2 separate regions of the Sus scrofa genome follow, and region 2 is linked to region 1. A link is a contact called in public HiChIP or PLAC-seq data. All regions are on one chromosome and are shown on one strand. The core of a region is the stretch at or near the end of the contact, and the rest is flanking DNA. Distances in the headings are between cores, read along the strand shown.

Evidence for each region. HiChIP or PLAC-seq counts read pairs in DNA pulled down with a chosen protein or histone mark.
Region 2: a contact with region 1 is called in an H3K27ac HiChIP or PLAC-seq map of alveolar macrophages. The contact joins the promoter of FGL1 here to the promoter of CNOT7 in region 1. A contact is called at or near these places in 1 of 5 promoter capture datasets (fetal skeletal muscle), 2 of 47 Hi-C or Micro-C datasets (heart right ventricle and liver) and 2 of 2 datasets of contacts at active chromatin or transcription factors (alveolar macrophages and skeletal muscle).

Annotation. Positions count from the first base shown.
Region 1 is chr17:4,947,559-4,952,004 of Sscrofa11.1, forward strand. It overlaps CNOT7 (CCR4-NOT transcription complex subunit 7), which reads right to left and starts at 2,535. Exons shown (of 7, transcript XM_005672641.3): 1 at 1,849-2,535; 2 at 144-354. The coding sequence starts at 260. It overlaps VPS37A (vacuolar protein sorting-associated protein 37A), which reads left to right and starts at 2,353. Exons shown (of 13, transcript XM_021078071.1): 1 at 2,353-2,515. The coding sequence starts at 2,391.
Region 2 is chr17:5,593,891-5,598,336 of Sscrofa11.1, forward strand. FGL1 (fibrinogen-like protein 1) reads right to left here and starts at 2,544. Exons shown (of 8, transcript XM_021077952.1): 1 at 2,473-2,544. It overlaps PCM1 (pericentriolar material 1 protein), which reads left to right and starts at 3,109. Exons shown (of 41, transcript XM_021077917.1): 1 at 3,109-3,446.

The DNA of each region.
Region 1 (4,446 bases), core at 1,285-3,784:
TTGGAGGTCATTGACAAAATTCTCTTTTCATAATTAAGTTAATCCCTTTTTTAAAAAATCAAGGAAAGGGGTGAACTTGAGATATTTAAAATCCCCCTTCCTCATTCTTAAAAGAATTTTAAGGATTTTGCTCATAGGCATACCATGGCAACGTAATTATATTTTCGGATAACTTGACGAATTTTCTTCATCTCTTCATCCAGGTTGCAAGCCCAAACTTCACAAATTCTTTGGCTATGGTCTACAGTTGCTGCTGGCATAGTGAGGGCACAAGGGGTCTAGCTGCCAAGCATCAAAATGTTACACTTGATTGAAGATTTGTTTCATAAAATACTTTATCCTTTATTTGTGTACCTGTCAAAATAAGAACCAGCTCTATCAGAAATCTGAATTATATAATGACTGAGTTGACCAAAACTTAAGAGATTATTCAAAGTCTCTGATAAGAAAATCAAAGTTTAGAAAGTGACTTGTCTAAAGTCACACGGTGACTTAGGGAAAAAAGGACATCACAGGCTTCCTGGTCCTGTTATGTAAAAAGTGCTTTTTGTGTACACACCAATCATTTCTTAAAACTTTCCAGTAATTAAAGATTCCTCTGAATTCAACTCACTATCTGAATAGAACTTCATAAAGACATCCCTTTTCAGATAAAAATGAAAAGCAAAATACCCACTACATGTGAAAGATGTCACTTTGTTACTAGACAAAGGTAGTATTTGCTTTTATTCCTCATGAACTGAACATTTGTCTGATATGGTTACAAAATCTACTTTACTGGAATTTATTCAAGTCATATTGGAGGGGCCAAAAGTAAACCAATTAAAAAAAAAGCTCTTTCTGAGCAATAAGTAGCAGCCTCAGAAACTGTTTCAATGTCTGTAACAGCAGATGGAAGAAAGAAAGGAAGCAATAGAGTGTCTCCGTTTCAAATTGTTTCTTTCTAATGTCCTAAAAATCAGAGCATTTTTCCCTGGTTACCAAACACGCGTTACATTTTTGGCCCATAACACAGGTTTCATGGTATAAAATTATAACACTACAGACCAAAGTTTTGATTCTTGAGCAGGGAAATTCCAGATGCTCCTTCACTTTTCACACACGTTTGAAAAAATCATTACAGACAACCGTAAAAAAGGGAATTGTGACCTCCTCTTCTAAATGCTTCAGTCACAAATGTAACCTAAGTGCTCTAAGAACAGAAACCAAAGATGCAGGGAAACCCTCCTTTATAACTCTCTTCACTCTGCTAAAAACACCACACGCGCCCGCGCGCGGACACACACACACACACACACACACACTTTGGAAAAAACCTGTAGTTTAACATTGCTTTCACCACCTCTCTCTCTACTACAGTTCCAGAAAGCCCCGAAGAGGCATTAGAGGCCTTCTCATCACTAGAGGCAGCATCTCAGAACGGCGGGTTTCCAACCAAACGCGAGGACCGTACAGACACATTCAAGTCATAGCTAACTCTCTTCCCTGGCAAAGAGCCAGTGCGAAGGTGCTGATAACCACTGACTGGAGCCCGATTGACTCCCAAGCACCGCCAAGGAAGGAATACCAAGAGCTGAGGATCTAGGCCACCGCCCTCCACTCCCAATTTCCGTCCCACAACGAAGCCCCAGGTACAAAGCCTTCGCGTCATCACTCCGCGCCATCCCCTTGACATACCCCCAACCCCCGTTAACCCTCCTCCCCACCCCCCGCCGCCCAGCCCTTTCCTCCTCCAGCCGCGCTCCAGCTGGCGCCATCGCGCACCCTCTCAGGTTCACCGTTCCCGCCCCCTTTCTACTTCCCCAACCCACCCCTCCCCCCCAAGTCTGTGGCAGACGCAAGATCTACTTGTGTCGCTGAGCTCGCGCTCCTCCTCTTCCTCCTCGCCATAGAGACAGCACCCGGCGGCGGCGGTGGCGGTAGCGGCGGCGGCAGCGGGTGCCCCATAGACACCTCTCGCCCGGCAAGGGGGAAAGGGGAGCCGGAGCTGCGCTGCACCGCGCTGCGCCGTCGCTTCTCACGTCCGGGCAGGAGCGCCAGATGATGACGTGACACGCAGAAGGGGGCGGGGCACGCAGTTGACGGAGGCTGGGGTGGCGGAGAGCTGGGCAGTCACGCAGCCTAACTGGCTGGTCGGGCGTCAGGGCGGTGAAGGTAGGACTACCGGTCCCGGGCGCCGAGTTCCCTCTCTCCAGCTGCCCGCAGTCAGAGCATGCTCCTCAGGCCCCGAGGACCCCTGGCCGGGCTTGCTTAGAGAAGACAACTCCCCAGCACTGGGGCCGGGGCGTCCCTGCCCGCTCCTCCACTGTCGCTGGAGAACCGCCTGGCTGAGCGGCTGGGAGAAACAGGCCAGAGCCTTCTAGGGCCTCGGGCCCGGGGACCCGTGGAGGATGAGCTGGCTCTTTCCCCTGACCAAGAGCGCCTCCTCCTCCGCAGCTGGGTCCCCCGGTGGCCTCACCAGCCTCCAACAGCAGAAGCAGCGCCTGATCGAGTCCCTCCGGAACTCACACTCCAGGTGACTGGTAGCTGCCTCTCCAACCTAAGGAAAAAGTAGGGCGGGAGGGCGGGCTGGTCTTAAGCACTTTCGCAGCTCCTCAGGCCGACTCCCCGCCAGCGGCCTCCTTTGACATACCTCCCCCTTCGTCCTGGGTCACGCGCCAGTTCTTCCATCCCTGACCCACGTTCAGGAATTTTCTTCCGGGCCCTCCTTCCCTCCTTCCCACTCACTGCTCAGCTTCTCTAATTCTGATTTACTCATCCCTCCTGACACATCGCCGCTGACTAGTCTGTTTCACAGTCTGTATCCAATATGCCTTGCTTTGCCCGCCTTCCTCATTAACCTTTCCCTTTGCCCACCTGATTGCCGCTTTGGCAGAATGTTAAAATTTTGTACTTGGCTAAAATGAATTGTGAAGAGTAATCTCCAAGTTTCACAAAGAGTGGACCATTCTTGAAAAAACAAAATAAAACAAAACTTTTAACATCGAAAGAAAGGGAAGACAGAAGTTTTCATCAGTGAGTTCTCTGGGAGGACAGTTTTTCAATCCTCAAGTCTAATAGATTTACCCTGTTCCAGCAACCTCTCCTCATCTCGCACTACCAGTCTCTACATTTCTCACTTTATTATTCTTGCTCTCACATTCAGGAATTGCTTTATATTCATCTTGTACTATTGGCGTCCTATGAGTTTTTCGGTTTCAGCGTGGTCAGATTAGAAATATTTTGCAATTTAAATTATTTTAATTATCTTTATTGCAAACTGGTGTGCTGCAGCTCTTTCTATTGCAAATACCTGTGACCTAGTGGCTTTCAAAAATTAGATCTCTTTATATTATGCAAGTACATTTACGTGTAACAGCCTGTATTTTAATGTAAAGATGACAACATCTTTAGCCCTTTTTATTTTTTATTTTTCTGTCTTTTTGTCATTTCTTAGGCCGCTCCCGCGGCATATGGAGCTTCCCAGGCTAGGGGTCGAATCGGAGCGGTAGCCGCCGCCGGCCTACACCAGAGCCACAGCAACGCAGGATCCCAGCCGCGTCTGCAACCTACACCACAGCTCACAGCAACGCGCCTGATCGTTAACCCACTGAGCAAGGCCAGGGATCGAACCTGCAACCTTATGGTTCCTAGTCAGATTCGTTAACCACTGAGCCATGACGGGAACTCCTTTTAGGCCCTTTTAAAATAGACTTTTCATACATTTAAAATATATATATTTAGAGATATCAAAATTGATTAATTTCTGTTGGAGCTACTAAAGGGCCATTCTAGCTGTTAGATCAGTGGTTTTTCCCAAGCAAGGTATAGTACAGAATAGTTTTAAATTGGATGTATTAAAGGAAAAAAATCACTGCAAATTCAGTTTGGCAAAAATGAGGCCTGTTACTGATTGAACTTCAGTGTTCTGCTTGTTGAGAACTTTAGAAAAGTGGAATTTTGTGGTACTAAGAAGAAAGAATGGTATGGTATCTGATTTAATGGTAGCTTTCTTTTTGGAAAATTAAGTTCCCAGAGTTCTTACAAGTCATTCTTATTCTAAATAGTGTTCTGTACTAACCTGTAAGAGCTACTTTTATAAAATAAAAATAAGGTGACTCCTTATTATAAAATAAGGTGACTTCTTTTGAACAAACATAACAAAAGTTTGTCTCTTAGAAGGTGTCACCTTGGAAGACTGTTTGCATACTATGCTAGCACTACTATTGGAATATTTTGTAGAACCACACCTTTGGAATTAATTACTTTTAATATATATATTTTTGCCTCCCAAATAAGGTGAGATGCTAAAGCAGGAATTGCTAATCTAAGGAGTTCTGGGATTGGCTTAAGAGGATCAGTAAATACCTGAGTCAAATGCAGAAAGGATCCACTTTATTTGTATTTTTTGAGCCAGAAATCATGAAATCAGACAAGTGACATTATCTATGTATTTTGTAATGTTGT
Region 2 (4,446 bases), core at 1,294-3,793, 650 kb after region 1:
TCAGATTCATTTCCCCTGCGCCACAAGGGGAACTCCAGTCTGAGATAATTTTGCCATTTTTCAGTTTCCTGCCTCCGTCCCCTGCTAAGATCAACAATGTTCATATTCAGTTTGAGTACCCCATTTTAATGAAAAAATTTTCTCAGACTCCTCCCACCAGACATGATAGTATTGACATCATTTTTTAGGGTTCATAAATTTAAAAAATACGACAATAATGATGTCAGTAATGCTTTTGAATTGTTTTAATGACATATTTCTACATATTTAAAAATGATACATAGTATGTAGTATGTAAGAAGTAAATATATGCATAAAACAAAATGGTGATGAAGGTGATGATTACAGCTAATATTTTGAGACCTTATCATATGCTAATACTTTTTCCCGTGTTTTTTTTTTTTGTTTTTTTTTTCGCTTTTTAGGGCCATATCCAAGGAACATGGAGGTTACCAGGCTAGGGGTCAAATCGAAACTTGCAGCTGCCAGCCTACCTATACCAGAGCCACAGCAATGCCAGATCCGAGCTACATCCGCAACCAGGTAGCTCACAGCAACGTCTGATCCTTAAACCACTGAGTGAGGCCAGGGATCGAAGCCGCAATCTCATGGTTCCTAGTTGGATTTGTTTCCACTGAGCCAGGACGGGAACTCCTCCCGTGCATTTTCTTAATCAAAAAATCCCTCCAAGGAGTCAGTAGACCTCAGTTTAGACCTGGCCTCTTTCACTAGGAGCTGTCAGAACTTTGGTGATTTATTTAATCTATCATTGGTAAAATGAACTGATGCAGAACCAATCTCTTCAGGATAGTTGTGAGAATTAAGAAAGTCACAATAGGAGTTCCCATCGTGGCGCAGTGGTTAACGAATCCGACTAGGAACCATGAGGTTGCGGGTTCGATCCCTGCCCTTGCTCAGTGGGTTAACGATCCGGTGTTGCCGTGAGCTGTGGTGTAGGTCGCAGACGCGGCTCGGATCCCGCGTTGCTGTGGCTCTGGCGTAGACTGGCCCCTAGCCTAGGAACCTCCATATGCCGAGGGAGAGGCCCAAGAAATGGCAAAAAGACAAAAAAATAAATAAATAAAAAATTAAGGGCAAAAGTAAACCATTAAAAAAAAATAAAAAGAAAATCACAATAGATGAAATGCTTAGTACAAAATAAACACTATTTTTAAAAAAATCCTTCCAAGGTAAGAATATTATTAGTTTCTCCTCATTTCATAGATGAGGCAAATTGAAGCTCAGAAAGGTTAAGTAACTTATCCAAGATCTTAGAGCACGGTGGAATTACAATGAGGCCTAAGGCACGGTGGACTACAGTAAATACAATCCATTAGCTGCTCTGTGCTCTGAGTTTTCTTACAAAACAGAATTGATTTATATCATATCCTATTTCTTCATCATTCACTAAAATATTTGCTTTTAAAGGGCATGGACTATGCTTTTGTTACCTAAGTAATTAGCACTATTAGACATACAGAAAGTATTTTAAAATGTACCTCAGGGAGTTCCCTAGTAGTCTAGTGGTTAGGACTTAGTGCTTTCACCACTATGGCATGGATTCAGTCCTTGGTCTGGGAACTGAGATCCCATGTCAAGCCACTACACACTCTGGCCAAAAAAAAGTATGACAAATAAACAGTGTCAAAGATCACTGTACTGGAATGGAACCTGGATTCAGCTGCAAATTACAGCAGCAGGAAGGGTTTTATCTGAATTATGTACTGAGATGCAGTTCTATTAACTGCTTTTGTGAAAAAATTTCTATTGGTAACAGAACAATTTGCTGTTGGAACCCAGATGCCATTCTTCATTCTTCCTATTCTTATTTTGCGTAAAACAAAATTATCCCACAATTACAAACGGTCTTAAAAAAACAATGTCCTTGCATGCAAGAAAAATTGACTAGCATTTCAAAATTTTCAGATAGCCACACAGGCGTTGTCACTTGACCATATTTTTGGGGTTTGTAATGAAGTAGGACCCTGTGGGGCCTTGGGGGCACGTCTTTCCCCCCATATCCTCTGCTTTAGCTCCTCTCTGAAGTACCTAGATAACAGTATCTGATGCACATTTTCAGAGTTGTTTTACAGATGTGAAAACCTCCCACAAAACGCACGATGTTAACTACTTGATGACAATGAGCCCATGGCCCTCTAGCCTCCTGGAGCCTAAGGATTGATGTCAACCCGGAAGACACCACGCTGTTACTTCACCTTCAACCAGAGAGCTGTGCAGGAGCTGAACACACACCCTGCAACTCCCTTCCCTTACCTGGCTTTTAAAAATGCTTTGCCAAAACTCTTTACAGAGTTCCATGTTTTAGCAGCACGAGCCACCCTTCTCTTTGCATGGCCCTAAAATTAACTTTTCTCTGCTCCAAAATGATTTCTCTGTTTGACTTCACTATGCTTCCCGCGAACAAATTTGCATTCCCTAGCATTTTAAGGGAGAATGTGTAAATAAACTAACCTTAAAAGTGTCGCTGCTGAGAGAAGAATAAAAAAAGAATTCAAAGACCATAGTCTTAGAGAAAACTTCTGGATACTAAATTTTGATGAAGGTCAGCTGGTTCTTCAAAGGAAAAAGTAGGGCATTAATCCAAGGCGGTGTTAATTATTAACATGTGTGACTCTATCCTTGACCAGCTGTATGATGTTCCTCCAATTAACTCATGGGATTTTCCTCACGTGTAAACTTAGGACCAGATTGCACGGGCGCTTTTGTTTTCAACCTTCCTGTGAGGAAGCTCTTGGTGGACAGGGAACAGGAGAGCGATGCCCAGCTTTAGTCTTTAGTCTTTCCTTTCCAGCAAGCACAACCCGGAGCTGGAAGCCCCACGGAAACCACTACGCGCCTCCGCGCATTTCCCAGCTGCCTGAGGCGGAAGTCAACCCACTTCCGTCAGGGCCTCCAGCCCCTGGCAGGGCGATCGGCGCCCGAAGCGCACAGCATGTTGGGACTTGTAGTCATTTCTTTCGGGCGGCTGAGCGGGCGCGTATAACCTCAGGTTGACCTGGCATTCTGGGATATGTAGTCTCCAGTGGCTCGTTTGTGCAATAGGCACCGCTGCCAGAGGTGACACCATAGACTCCAGCGGATCACATGACTCCAGTCTAGAGCGTGGATCACACTGTAGCTCCCGCCCGGGCGAGTTTCGCCCCCGCGCGGCCGTTGCCGCGGAGACGGCGCATGTCTCCCCTCCCGTTGCCCCTCTGCAGTCCCCCCGCCCCTCTTCTCCCACCACAATGAGATCCTAAGATGGCGGTGGCTGCGGCGGTTGGCGCCGAGTAGCTGAAGTAGAAGAGGCGGCCATTGGGCCCTGAGCAGCCAGGGAACTTGGGGACTCTCCCTGGCTCGGACTCGAAGGGAAGACCGCTGCCGGTGGCGGGGCGTGGGAGCGACCGCTCCTCCGCTCTTGGCAGGAGCTTGTGCTTCGTTTACAGGTAATGCCTGCGCGTCCTCAGCCCTTGGCAACCGAGGGTAGCGCGGCTCTGGGCGGGAGAGCGACGGCCCTGACACGCTTGACCCTGGAGGGCCTGGGTCTGGGCTCCTGGGTCCTCTTGCTTCCAGTCTGCTGGGCAGGCAGCCCGCCCCTACTCCGGACGGACCGACGCAATCTCGGGGTACGCTTCTGGAGACGCAGTGGCGTTTTCGGAACTCCCTTCTAGCCTCCCCGCCCCTCTCTCTTTCTTGCCCGCGGAGGAGGCCGCCCTGCGCCTCGGGAGTTCCAGGAATGTCCGTTGCGAGGGGAGGAAACGGAGTAGGGGGCTGCGGTTTGATTGCCAGGGGCGGGGAGTCTAGTTTTTCATAGCCAGGGGCCTTCATCACTGCGCTTCTGCTCTCCCCTCTTCCCCCTAGATTCCATTCTGTGGGGCTCTGGATGTCCAGAATTTGGGGTGGCGAAGGGCGGATGAGGAGCGACGCGATTTGGGGGTTGGGCTGTGAGCAGCGGCGTTTTTGCTGTCTCGGGTGTTCTTGGAGCGGAAGGGCCGGGGGAGGCGTTCCTGAGTTTGGCCAAGAGGGGTTTTATGCTGGCGACGGGAATGTTAAATTTCCTAGCTCTTCCCTCCCCCCGCCATCCCTGACTGCAGGTCAGTTCGGATCGGCCCAGAGAGGGGAAAACTAAATGCCAAGTGGGATTTGGGGAACGTTGCTAGCTTTGCAGAAACTGACGTTTGGGAATTAGGTGGAAAGTCCTGCTTGGGAGGTGGACCGGCCGAATTTTTAATCCCGCCGCCCGCGCCTCAATTTCGTCACGATCGCCATGTCTGGATTTTTTTTTTTTTTTTTTTGGACCGATTCGAGGTCTGTCTGTGTCTTGGGTTCTGTGGGTGACGGATCGTGTTTTGGCGTCAGAAGAAGCGGGCTTTCTGAGTGCCCCTTCCACCCCCGCCCCATAACTACCTTCCAGACTCCGCCTTCTGGTATTCTCTGGTTACTGGA